2 separate regions of the Sus scrofa genome follow, and region 1 is linked to region 2. Evidence: chromatin contacts called from public HiChIP or PLAC-seq data. All regions are on one chromosome and are shown on one strand. The core of a region is the stretch at or near the end of the contact, and the rest is flanking DNA. Distances in the headings are between cores, read along the strand shown.

Evidence for each region. HiChIP or PLAC-seq counts read pairs in DNA pulled down with a chosen protein or histone mark.
Region 1: an H3K27ac HiChIP or PLAC-seq map of alveolar macrophages shows a contact between it and region 2. The contact joins the promoter of LOC100516606 here to the promoter of THADA in region 2. A contact is called at or near these places in 1 of 5 promoter capture datasets (liver) and 1 of 2 datasets of contacts at active chromatin or transcription factors (alveolar macrophages).

The regions. Positions count from the first base shown.
Region 1 is chr3:97,947,182-97,952,922 of Sscrofa11.1, forward strand. LOC100516606 (cytochrome c oxidase subunit 7A-related protein, mitochondrial) reads left to right here and starts at 3,934. Exons shown (of 4, transcript XM_021087580.1): 1 at 3,934-4,102. The coding sequence starts at 4,031.
Region 2 is chr3:96,867,955-96,873,578 of Sscrofa11.1, forward strand. THADA (thyroid adenoma-associated protein) reads left to right here and starts at 4,224. Exons shown (of 40, transcript XM_021088406.1): 1 at 4,224-4,361.

The sequences.
Region 1 (5,741 bases), core at 2,684-5,183, 1.1 Mb after region 2:
CAATAAAGCTGTCCCAGCAACTGCAGTCCCAGCTGCCGTTCCCCCGCCTTTGGGTGAGAAATGCATCGTTCAGACCCTCCACTCCTTTGCTATGAAACTACCATGCTTTGACAGAGGTTTAATTTTTTTTCAGTAATAACGATATAATCTAGATTTCGGGTTTCAAAGACAAACTTAAAATTTCCACACCAGATAGAGCTTTATTTGATACAAAAGACTTAAGGGATGACAGCTGAGATATCTAATTCTGCCACACGAAAATTACTGAATAATTGCATGAATGGTGTCATCGTTCTGAGAATCATAAAGTGCATGTCGCTCTCCATGTTGGTTTCCAGTCTTTTACTGAGGATGTTTTCTTTAGGGATATCACTAGCAGTTTTAAATGCTAGGAAAATGTTTTCCCTCTATTGTCTTTCTTTTTTTGTTTTTAACCAAAGAGAGGGTAGACGCAGCCACAATAAAAAAGTTAACATGGAGTTCCTGTTATGGCTCAGCAGGTTAAGAACCCAACATAGTGTGCGTGGGGATGCGGGTTTGATCCCTGGCCTCGCTCAGTGGATTATGGATCCAGCGTTGCCGAAAGCTGTGGAGCCGGTCACAGCTATGGCTTGGATCTGGTGTGGCTGTGGCTGCGGCATAGGCTCCAACTGCAGCTCTGAAAAAAAGCTAACACTACAGTATAACACGACATTATTATAGCCTGTTTTCCACCAGGGAAGCTACCTTTGAATGGGTAAAATCTATGTACACAAATGTGCTTCTCCAGGCTGGAAAATTTCTCTGGTTTGCAGATTTGGCAGCCAAGAAACAGTTAAGTAGGGGAAAGCAGGGCCTTCCTTATCTGGGAGATGCCCTCCCCATGGTAAATCAGCCTGGAACAAATGCTCATCACTCATATTTCTGCTCTCAACTGGCGATGCCAAAGCCAGGTGATATATGAACACTTCTGAAGACAGGAAGGATTGAAGGAATCAGAAAGAGGGGCTTCCAGTGACCTCAGCAACCGTAGGATTTATGCATGTTAACTCTGCCAGACCCAGTGAGCATTGAATTTTTTTTTTTTTTTTTTTTGTCTTTTTGCTATTTCTTTGGGCCGCTCCTGCGGCATATGGGGAGGTTCCCGGGCTAGGGGTCGAATCGGAGCTGTAGCCACCGGCCTGCGCCAGAGCCACAGCAACTCGGGATCCGAGCCGCGTCTGCAACCTACACCACAGCTCACGGCAACGCCGCATCGTTAACCCACTGAGCAAGGGCAGGGACCGAACCCGCAACCTCATGGTTCCTAGTCGGATTCGTTAACCACTGTGCCACGACGGAAACTCCAGCATCGAATTTTTAAAAGTCAGTTCTGAGAAAATTGGAGAATTTAAAAAAAAAAATTAAGAACTATTTCTCATGGAGGCATTCCTATCTACATTCAGTACAACCAATTTAAAATTTATATTGGTTTTCCATCCATTGCTGAGGGCTTTCACACAGCGACCTGCCAGAGGCCATTAGCACACAGCCCTCACAAACGGAGAGGCAGCAGCATTTTGACTCCGTGGGAGCCAGACTGGCATTTGCACTCACTCAAATCACTTGGTGATTGACAAGCCTCTCTGCACTATGAATTGTGGTCACTTCTCCTCAAGATAGGATCTAGGGAACAATCTGAAGGGACATCTTTCTTCATGATATAAAGAAAGATTATGCTTTGATGTTGGGTGGGATTATGCAAATAAGAATGAGAATAGGGTGCTTTAGTGCTGTCAGAGTGTGCTGCGTTTTATTTGGGAAATGAGACAAAATCTTCCTATGATCAGCCACTCCATGTGACATCCCAACCCACACTCTGCTACTGACATTTCATCTCCCACTGAACAGCCCGGCTGTTGTAACATTTTCAGGATTCTTAATTTATGTCTTGCAGGATCTAAAATCAGATGGCAGGAACTTTAAGAAAATAACCAGTGTTGACAGGCACCTTTATACTTCAAGAAGCTGTTACACCTTAGTTCTGCTGAAAGTTAGGGAATGTTCTCTAATTTTTTCTTCCAAAATATGTCTAGAAAACAGTGGGGGTAGAGATAGGGAGCTGTCCTAAATCATTTAATTTCTCTTTTCAATCTAAACTCTGTGAAGGACCTTTTTCTACACAACATAAGCTCATTCTCCTTTCTTGGTGGGAATGATTCCAGCACTTAATTAATTAAATTTAGAGTAATCAAGAAAAGCTAACCAGGATTCTTACGTATAGCCAAGACTCATGGAAAAGCGAAATGACTGGAAGGTAAGATCAGCAACATACCATGTGTGTAAGCTTTATAACCTACTGAACTGTTGATTCTCATAACACTAGTGAGGGAAGATATGATGATGATTCCTGCCTGACAGAAGACGAATCGAGGCTCAGAAAAATGTAAATGACTAGCTGTAAATCACTCAGCCTTAAAGAAATTGCAACTCAAAACCAAATCACACATTCTTTCTATTATGTTGCAATGCTGCTTTGTAAAAGTAGTGACTTTGGATTGGTTGATCATATGAATAAAATGATCAAATATAAAATCTTTTCAGAGTCTTCTCAGTGCTGAACCCTTAGGGCTCTTGGGCTTATACCTGTCAAAGCTGGGATGTTGGTGTATACCCTTGCTCTGGAATACTCAGTCTTCATCGTCCTCAGAGTGGATTTATATCTACTTATCTATTATGTAGTGCTTAATTAAGAGTGCAGACCCTTGAGCCTGATGACTGCCTCTGCCACTAATATCTGACCTTTTCAAGTTACTTAGCTTTTCTGGGCCTCATTTTCCTGTACAGTAAGATGGAGATAACAGCACCTATCTCATATGATGGTTATAAAGATTGAATGTTTATTTGTGGAAAATGCTATATACAGATTAGTATCACCCATCGGTTTGCCACATGCTTTCATAAATGCACTATGCATGCACCTGTAATATGCTTGTGAAGACCTCTGGTTAGATGATAAATTCAAGAAAAGCTTTGCTCCATTCCTGGAGGGAGGAAACTAGTATACATACACCTTTTACACAGTGCCTTGTACAGACTGGAGGGTCTAAAAACAGTTTTAAATAAAACTTAAGTGGATATTACCAAAACTGAAACTGGTAGTCCTGATCTTTCAGGCTCAAGGTTCAGGTTTTTCCAGCTAATCCACCTTCCCTACACTCCCCACCTCATTTATCTGGAAGGGCAGAAGCCAGGAAAAGGATGATTTTTATGATTCCCAAAAAACTTAGATAAGACTAAAAATCAGTTTTGAGAACTGTGCAAAATTTATGTCCCTGTGCCTCAGGTTCATAGGTCACGATGTATTTCCTCTACACAAAGCCTAGGAGGCTATCTTTATATATTATTGGGGTGAAACCCCTAACAGCCCTTAGAACTAAACAGCTTGCAGCAAGTGTTTCCAAATTTTATTTTTATTTTATTTGCTCCCCCCATTCCTAGATTGCCAGAGAGGCCTAGCCAACCCGCTTCAAGAGGCGACCTAGGAAGGGGAACAGTTAAGTTGGTAAAGGAGGAGAAACCCTCAAACTGAGCACAGGCTCCCTCCCCGCAGGAAGTAAGAGTATTCACCCAACCTAGCCCAGCTCTAGGCCCCGCCCACCAAGGGCCCGCCCACCAAGGCCCCGCCCCGAGGCCGCTCCCTCGACTGCAGCAAGCCCCTAAGCCTACGGCTTGATCCGTGGGGCGCTTGCGCAATTCTTAAGGCGTCTTGGTACTGCCTGAATCTGAACGTGGGTGCGGAAGAGGAACTTTCATATTTCCTATACACCGCGCAACGGCTTCTTTCCGCGCTCTTCTAGAGTCGCTTTTGCCTTCTCTGTCCCTGAGAACCTGGCTTCTCGTTCCCTTAAGTGGCTTAAGAGGGCATGTTTTAAATTAGGCGATCTCTGGGCACCCCGGCTCTTGGCGCAGGGTCCTTTAGTCGAGCCTTGGGGCGACAGCGGGGAAGGCGGGGTCCTTTTCTAGGGCGGTCGCGCAGGCAGCGGCTGCGGGAAGTCGGACACTGGGCATCATGTATTACAAGTTTAGTGGCTTTACGCAGAAGTTGACGGGAGCATGGGCTTCCGACGCGTATAGCCCTCAGGTACGGGTGGCGAGAAGGGGAGAAGGGACGGCCCGAGTTTCTGCTCCTGGTAGTCTTGGCTCTGGAGCCAGGCGAGGCTTCTGCCTGCTGTTCGTTTAGTTCGCCCCGCGCCTCTTCTCACCCCCTTGCCGCGGCCGTGGAGGTGCCGAGTTCCGCAGGTGCTCCCCCGGCTACGCTGGCCGGGTGTGAAGCTGGGCCTGGTACTTAGTAGGGGTCAAGGTGACCCCCGGGTTGTTGGTTGTGGATCGTGGGGTGTCTCATGGGGTCTGCGGGGCACAGAATATGACCCGTCCTAGTCCGAAGTTTGGCCCCATCCTTTTTAGGGAGGTCCAACTTCCAGTCTCCTCAGTGCCTCATTGTCATACTACTGCCACGGCCCAAAAGACAGCCTCATTCAAACACCAGATTTGAGAGCTGGGATGATGGCACCGACGGAAGCCATTGGGACGGGAGCGGTTTTATGATCAAAATTAGGATATTTAGCTAATTCAAATATTTGGGTGAGCCTGTGCAGTTACGTGCAGAGAGCTGACGTTTTCGCCTACTGTAAAATGGTTGACAGTTGCTCTTATTCGAGTGGTCTGAAAAGTATTGCAGTTTCACTCAGATTTTGCCAATTGGAGTATCAGTTTCCGGCGTGTAGGTCAGAGATGAGGGACTGTAAAGTCCCACCCTCTTAATCTGGGCTTAGATCCTGGCTTAGCTGATTTAATTTTATGACCCTGACTAAGTCATTTAATTTATTGTGAACTCAATTTCCCCTAGGTCATCTGTAGTTTAGATTAAATGAGGTGTGTTAAGTGACTAGGTCAGGTGGCTGTTACTAGATAAGGGGTGGCTATTCTCTGGAAGCTAAGTCATAGATACCATGATATTCATTCCTTATCCTCAGAGTAATGTGGGAAGAGTTGATGAGTTTTGCAGTTGGAAAACTGGGATAGTAAGGCCCCAGGTGAGGCCTAAGGAATGCTCCTGCTTCATTGTTGTTACAGCCTTTTTTTTCCCTATGGAACTCTGTAACTTGCTCAAGGGGGAGGATGATTAAGAATGATTTCAATCTGGAATCCCCGCCGTGCTGCAGTGGGTTTAAGATCCAGCGTTGACACAGCTGCAGCTCGGATTTGATCCCCGGCTCGGGAACTTCCATATGCAGCAGCTGCCCCCCCATAAAAGAAAAAGAATGATTTCAATCTAAGATTGGATTTGTTGTTAAAACTAGGATAGGGAGGAGTTCCCATCGTGGCTCAGTGGTAAGGAACCTGCTAGTATGCATGAGGACTCGGGTTCCATCCCTGGTCTTGCTCAGTGGGTTAGGGATCCTGCGTTGCCGTGAGCTGTGAGCTGTGGTGTTTGTGCAGATGGGGCTCAGATATGGGTTGTTGTGGCTGTGGTCTAGGTCAGCAGCTGTAGCTCCTATTCAACCCCTAGCCTGGGAACTTCCATATGCCCTGAGCGCTCTTAAAAAGCAAAACAAAAACTAGGATAGGGAGGGCAAGAAAAAGGGCAGGTTTTTGGGAGGTGTGGGATTGGAGAGGAAGGGTCCAGGTTTATAAATATTGAGTTTGCGATATGTCATGTTTGGTTGCAGCTGGATTTATCAATATGGAGTTTAATAGTTCCAGGTGTCTTCAGCCCATTG
Region 2 (5,624 bases), core at 2,974-5,473:
TTATACTCCCAAACAATAAAATGTTCATATTCAGAGCTCTAGTATATGCTTTTGGATTTCATTTTAGACACCAAACTATTTAAACAGGGCTTATTATGAGGGATTCCTTAATTATGTAAATCATAACGTGCTGCTGGCAGATTACCATAAAGTGTGCTTTTTCAGGATGTAAGGGTGACTATGAGACTGACAGACTTCATTATGCTTTTCAGTTATGGACAACCATACCTATAGGAGATAGCTTTGATTGGTATAAGGTTTATGAACAAATATTACATGAGTAGGCAATTAAATCCCTTTTTGTGGCTTTAAAAGATCAAATTTTAATTATTCAAATGCCCTTTTGAATGTAAAAGAATTAAAAATGTGTCACTAAATAACTATAAGAAATATTACCTTCTCTAATTGAGGGGAAAATACTGCTTTAACAGACACACATTTAAATTACTCTGAACAACATATGGATATAGTGATTACTTTTTATATTTTATGTAGGCCACTTTTACAATAAGATGTCATTTAAGGGAGTTCTTGTCATGGCTCAGTGGTTAACAAATTCGACTAGTAACCATGAGGTTGTGGGTTCGATCCCTGGCCTTGCTCAGTGGGTTAAGGATCTGGAGTTGCCAAGAGCTGTGGTGCAGGTTGAAGATGTGGCTTGGATCCCACGATGCTGTGGCCGTGGCGTAGGTTGGCAGCTACAGCTCCTATTCGACCCCTAGCCTGGTAACCTCCATATGCTGTGGGTGTAGGACTAAAAAGACCAAAAAAAAAAAAGATGTCATTTAAGTGTTTTCTTTTATACTTTTATGTATTAAGGATTACTGGTTCTTTAAAAATTCCTTTGGAATACACTTTTACAAATATTTAGCTACTAACAAAAAGATTCATGGCCCCAATTCATGCTGCATTCTGAAAAACCTCAAGCAGAGAATTTAAAATGGTCTTAAGTTGGTAGTACCAGGTGACTATAAAAACAAAATGCTCTTTTCCAAATATGTTACTATTTTAGTTTAAAACCTTAACTTTCTCTTGTCTCTATTTCCCCTGGGAGTTAACTCTCCATTTATTTGCCCCTGTCTACTGAAAGTACTACAGTTGTCTCTGCTTGATCTTGTCATTGTCAATTCCTTTCCTCTCAGTCTCTTTCAAACCCATTCAAATACACTCCAAGCAAATTTTTGCCCCAATCATTCTATGAATGCCAACTTTATCCTTCTAGTTGCTCAGGCCAGCAATTCTGGAATTTTTTTTTTTTTTTTTTTTTTTTTTTGTCTTTTTAGGGCCACATTTGTGGCATATAGAGGTTCCCAGGCTAGGGGTCTAATTGTAGCTGTAGCTGCCGGCCTACGCCGGAGCCACAGCAATGCCAGATCCAAACCACGTCTGCAATCTATACCACAGCTCGAGGCAATGCTGGATCCTTAACCCACTGAGCAAGGCCGGGGATTGAACCTGTAACCTCATGGTTCCTAGTTGTATTCGTTTCCGCTAAGCCATGACGAGAACTCCTGGAATCATCTTTGACTCTTCTCTTCCTCAGACTCCATATCCTATCCTTCGGAAAATCCTGTTGGTTTACTTCCAAGTCACATCCAGAATCTGTCCACTCTTCAGACTTTCCACTGCTACCCATCCTGGTCTGAGCCACCACATCCTGCCTGCTTAGCTTATAGCAATAGCCTCCTCACTCACTGGTCTTGTGGCTTTCACTAGTCTAATCTCAACAAAGAAGTTCCAGTGACTCTTATGAAATATAAATTAATCCTATCACTTTCCTGCTCAAAATGACTCCCCATTTTACTTAGAGTAAAAGTCTTTGTAAGGCTTCACATAAATGAAACTTCCTCATCTCATTCCCTTTAACTTACAAATCTGCTCACGTGGCTCCAGCCACACGGGCTTCCTTGCTGTTCTTCAACACCAAGTTCCTGCCCTAACACCTCTGCTCTGGCTGTTCCCTCCACATGGAATGTTTTCCTCAAGGTGGCCACAGCTCTTGCAAATCTCTACTCTGACCACCCTATTTATTTATTTATTTATTTATTTATTTGTCTTTTGTCTTTTTGTTGTTGTTGTTGTTGTTCTTGCTATTTCTTGGGCCGCTCCCGAGGCATATGGAGGTTCCCAGGCTAGGGAATCTAATTGGAGCTGTAATCGCCGGCCTACGCCAGAGCCACAGCAACGCAGGATCCGAGCCGCGTCTGCAACCTACACCACAGCTCACGGCAACGCCGGATCGTTAACCCACTGAGCAAGGGCAGGGACCGAACCCGCAACCTCATGGTTCCTAGTCGAATTCGTTAACCACTGCACCACGACAGGAACTCCTGACCACCCTATTTAAAATGGCAACAAATCTCTACCCACACATTCTTATCTTTGAGTCCTGCTATTTTTACCATGGCACGGACTGCCTTTTCACATACATGTTTACTGTGTTCATCTGCCTCCTAGCTCATACTCTTATTGTGTGGGGTGAAGAGCCACAATGTTGGCCCCTTACTTGAAAATGGTCTGGCCAAAATCTAAAAATGGGTTGGAATCCATTGATTGTTGGGGAGTTATTTCAGTGAAACATATATTAAGTCAAGTTAAACACTTAAAAATGGTGTTAAAAAACAAAATTCCACCAAGTTAACTTGAAGTTGGCTTTATTCAATGTTTCATGAATCAGGCCGCATCCCATCCCGGAATTAGAAAGGCACCCGTTCAGTGGTACAAAATGGAAAGGTTTCATAGAAATGAGGGCGGAGAAAGGAGTTTATATGAGTAAAGAAAAAGAAAGGATTGTTTCAGGTAAGGTTACCTCGCTCGTGCAGATCGAGAAATTCCGGGAATTCTGTTCTTGAGAGAGGGTGAAACTGCGAATAAGTCTTGGTGTGCTGTCCTGGGGTCTAGTGCTCCACCTTGGACCTGTTGTTTTTTCTTCTTCTTCTTTTTTTTTTTTTTTTAAACAATGGCTGTTATATCTCTATCACAACTTCAAAAAAGAATAAAGAAAAAAATCAGAGTGCTTAACTCCTGTAAAAAAATAACGAATATTTCAAGAAATTTTTGTTTCAGATATATATGTGTGGCTAAAGGTACAATCAATTTCTTACTATTAAATATTTGAAAAAAATTGCTGTAGATAAAATTCTACACGCACTCATCAGCTGATATGTACAAGAGAGTTCACAGCAGGACTGGCAGAGCCAAAGCTGGAAACAATTCAAAGCTCCAGAGGAGTAGAATGAATAAATGTGATCCATTAAACAAGGGAATACTATACAACAGTGAGTGAAAGAACTACCTGGACCTGCTTTTCCGTGGATGTCAAAAGCAATGCCAAAAGAAGCAAAACCCTAGAGAAATCAAACAAATGATTCCATAAATAAAGCTCAAAATCAAACTAAGATATGTTTAGCAATACATGTAATAAAGCTATATATAAAGATAAAAGAACGAAAATGAGATAAAATTGAGAAAAGTAATGATTAAAAACTTAAAATTACCAATCTGACTAAAGGTTTAGGAGAACTGGAATGTTTCTTAGTATTTCCCAAATAAATTGAACTTGAACAGAGTCTCCCTATCTTTTTTCTGATCCTACCTCTGTCCCAGCTGCTAGCGTAGAGGCTGGCACCCACTTATTTTACGTCTTTTTAAAGGGTCGAACCACCCATAATTTGATTATCAGCGTAAAATACGTATCCTAAATAGGAAAACTTTCAAGGATAGCGCCTGGTAATGCTCCGACAACAGCATTCATTGACTGGTCGCTGAATAAAGACATGCACCGTGGCATACGTTAGTTCACTTCAGTACTTCCCATCCAGGTCAAAATTCTCACTGTGGCTTCGGATGGCTGTCTGCCCCATTTCCTACCCCATCTCACAAGTTCTAAAGTCGTTACGCTTCTGGTTCCAGCAGCCCAGAAGCAGTTTTCGCCCCTTCTCTGCGCTAAGGAAGCTGCGTAGGAGAAGAGGAGAACGTCCAAGTTGAAGCACTGATGTTTCCCAGGCACTGAAGGGCGTGGAGGGCACAGTCTCAGCCGCCTCTTGGGCAAGGAGGCCGGTAGGGCTCGTCCCCGCGCGGGAGGTGAGGTACCGATCGTACGATTCAAAGCAGAGTCTGACCAAACTCATCACCATCAGCTCCCAGATGACATCACCCCCTCCCCGTACTGCTGATTGGAGGAACATATTAACTCAATTCTCGCGATGATTCCGTTTCCAGGTCTTCTTGCTCCCCTCCCATCGCCCCTACCCTGTAGCCGACTACAGACCACGCTGTGATCCAAGGAGACACCGTAGAAGTAGACGAGCTTCCGGGACTCATCCTGACCACGACTCTTCCCAGACGCTCACGGGCACGAGGTTTGGCTCCCAGCCGTCTGTCGGCCAGACTCGCAGTAGCGCGCGACTCTCTACGGCTCGGCTCGGTTGCTCTGCCTAGGCCACCACGCGATTCACACCAATTCCCGTCCTGTAGTTACGCGAGACTTGGCGGCAGTGAAACTGATTTCCGGTCGTTTCGGTCTCCATGGAGATAGCAGTTTACTCCCCCCCGCCGCCTTTTTTTTTCCACCTGTCATTCTCCGGACTCCTCGTGGTTGGGAAGTTGCCCAGGGAATGTTTGTCGGAGTCAGCGGGAAAGATGTAGATGGGAGTGAAACAGCAATCAGAAGGGAAGTAGCTATTGGGACCCAGAAGGAGTATAATTTGCAGTACATCTTCTGGCCTCCTAAGCAATGCCTTAGGGTGGGCACCAGATTTTCCGCTATTGGGAGGACAAACGTTTTGGCATTCGTTGAGCACGCATAAGCATCAAACTTCTTCTTGTGCAGTCTTGAGGGCTCCAAGTTTAAATCATACTGCAAATTTGCTCACCATTTACCAGTGAAGTTTCTCCAGGTTTCCATCTTTATTTCTTCTAAACTTTGTATATTGGTGACTTACCTAGGAAGTGATCCCAGTGATAATCGCCTTGACCTAATCTTGTCACTTTTCAAATTCTAACTTTGCCAGTGACTTTCTAGCTATGTCTATTATTATCATTTTCTGTTAAGTGAGTTTTCACACTTCATTGCTGTATCGATTTTTTACTCTGTAAAGGGACTATAGGTTCTTCAGTGTCAGGGCTAACTTGTCACTTGGATATAGAATTTACTTTAAGATGACAGGTAGTCCACTTTTCTGCTATTAAGGGCATACATTCCTTTTAGAACATCATTGACAAATGTTTGTCAATTAACTCGTGTTTATTCATAAAGTGTATATTAATCAGAGTTCCCGTCGTGGCGCAGTGGAGGCGAGTCTGACTAGGAGCCATGAGGTTGCAGGTTCCATCCCTCGCCTCGCTCAGTGGGTTAAGGATCCCAAGTTGCCGTGGGCTGTGGTGCGGGTCGCAGACATGGCTCAGAAGTGGCGTTGCTGTGGCTGTGGCATAGGCCGGCAGCAACAGCTCCGACTGGACCCCTAGCCTGGGAACCTCCGTATGCCGTGGGTGCGGCCCTAAAAAAAGCCCAAAAAAAAAAAAAAAAAAAAGCAAAAATGTATTAAGCACCTAGTATGTGCCAGGTAGTGTTTTGGTAATTGAGAATTAAAACATGGACAAAACAGATTGAAGTTGCTGTCTTC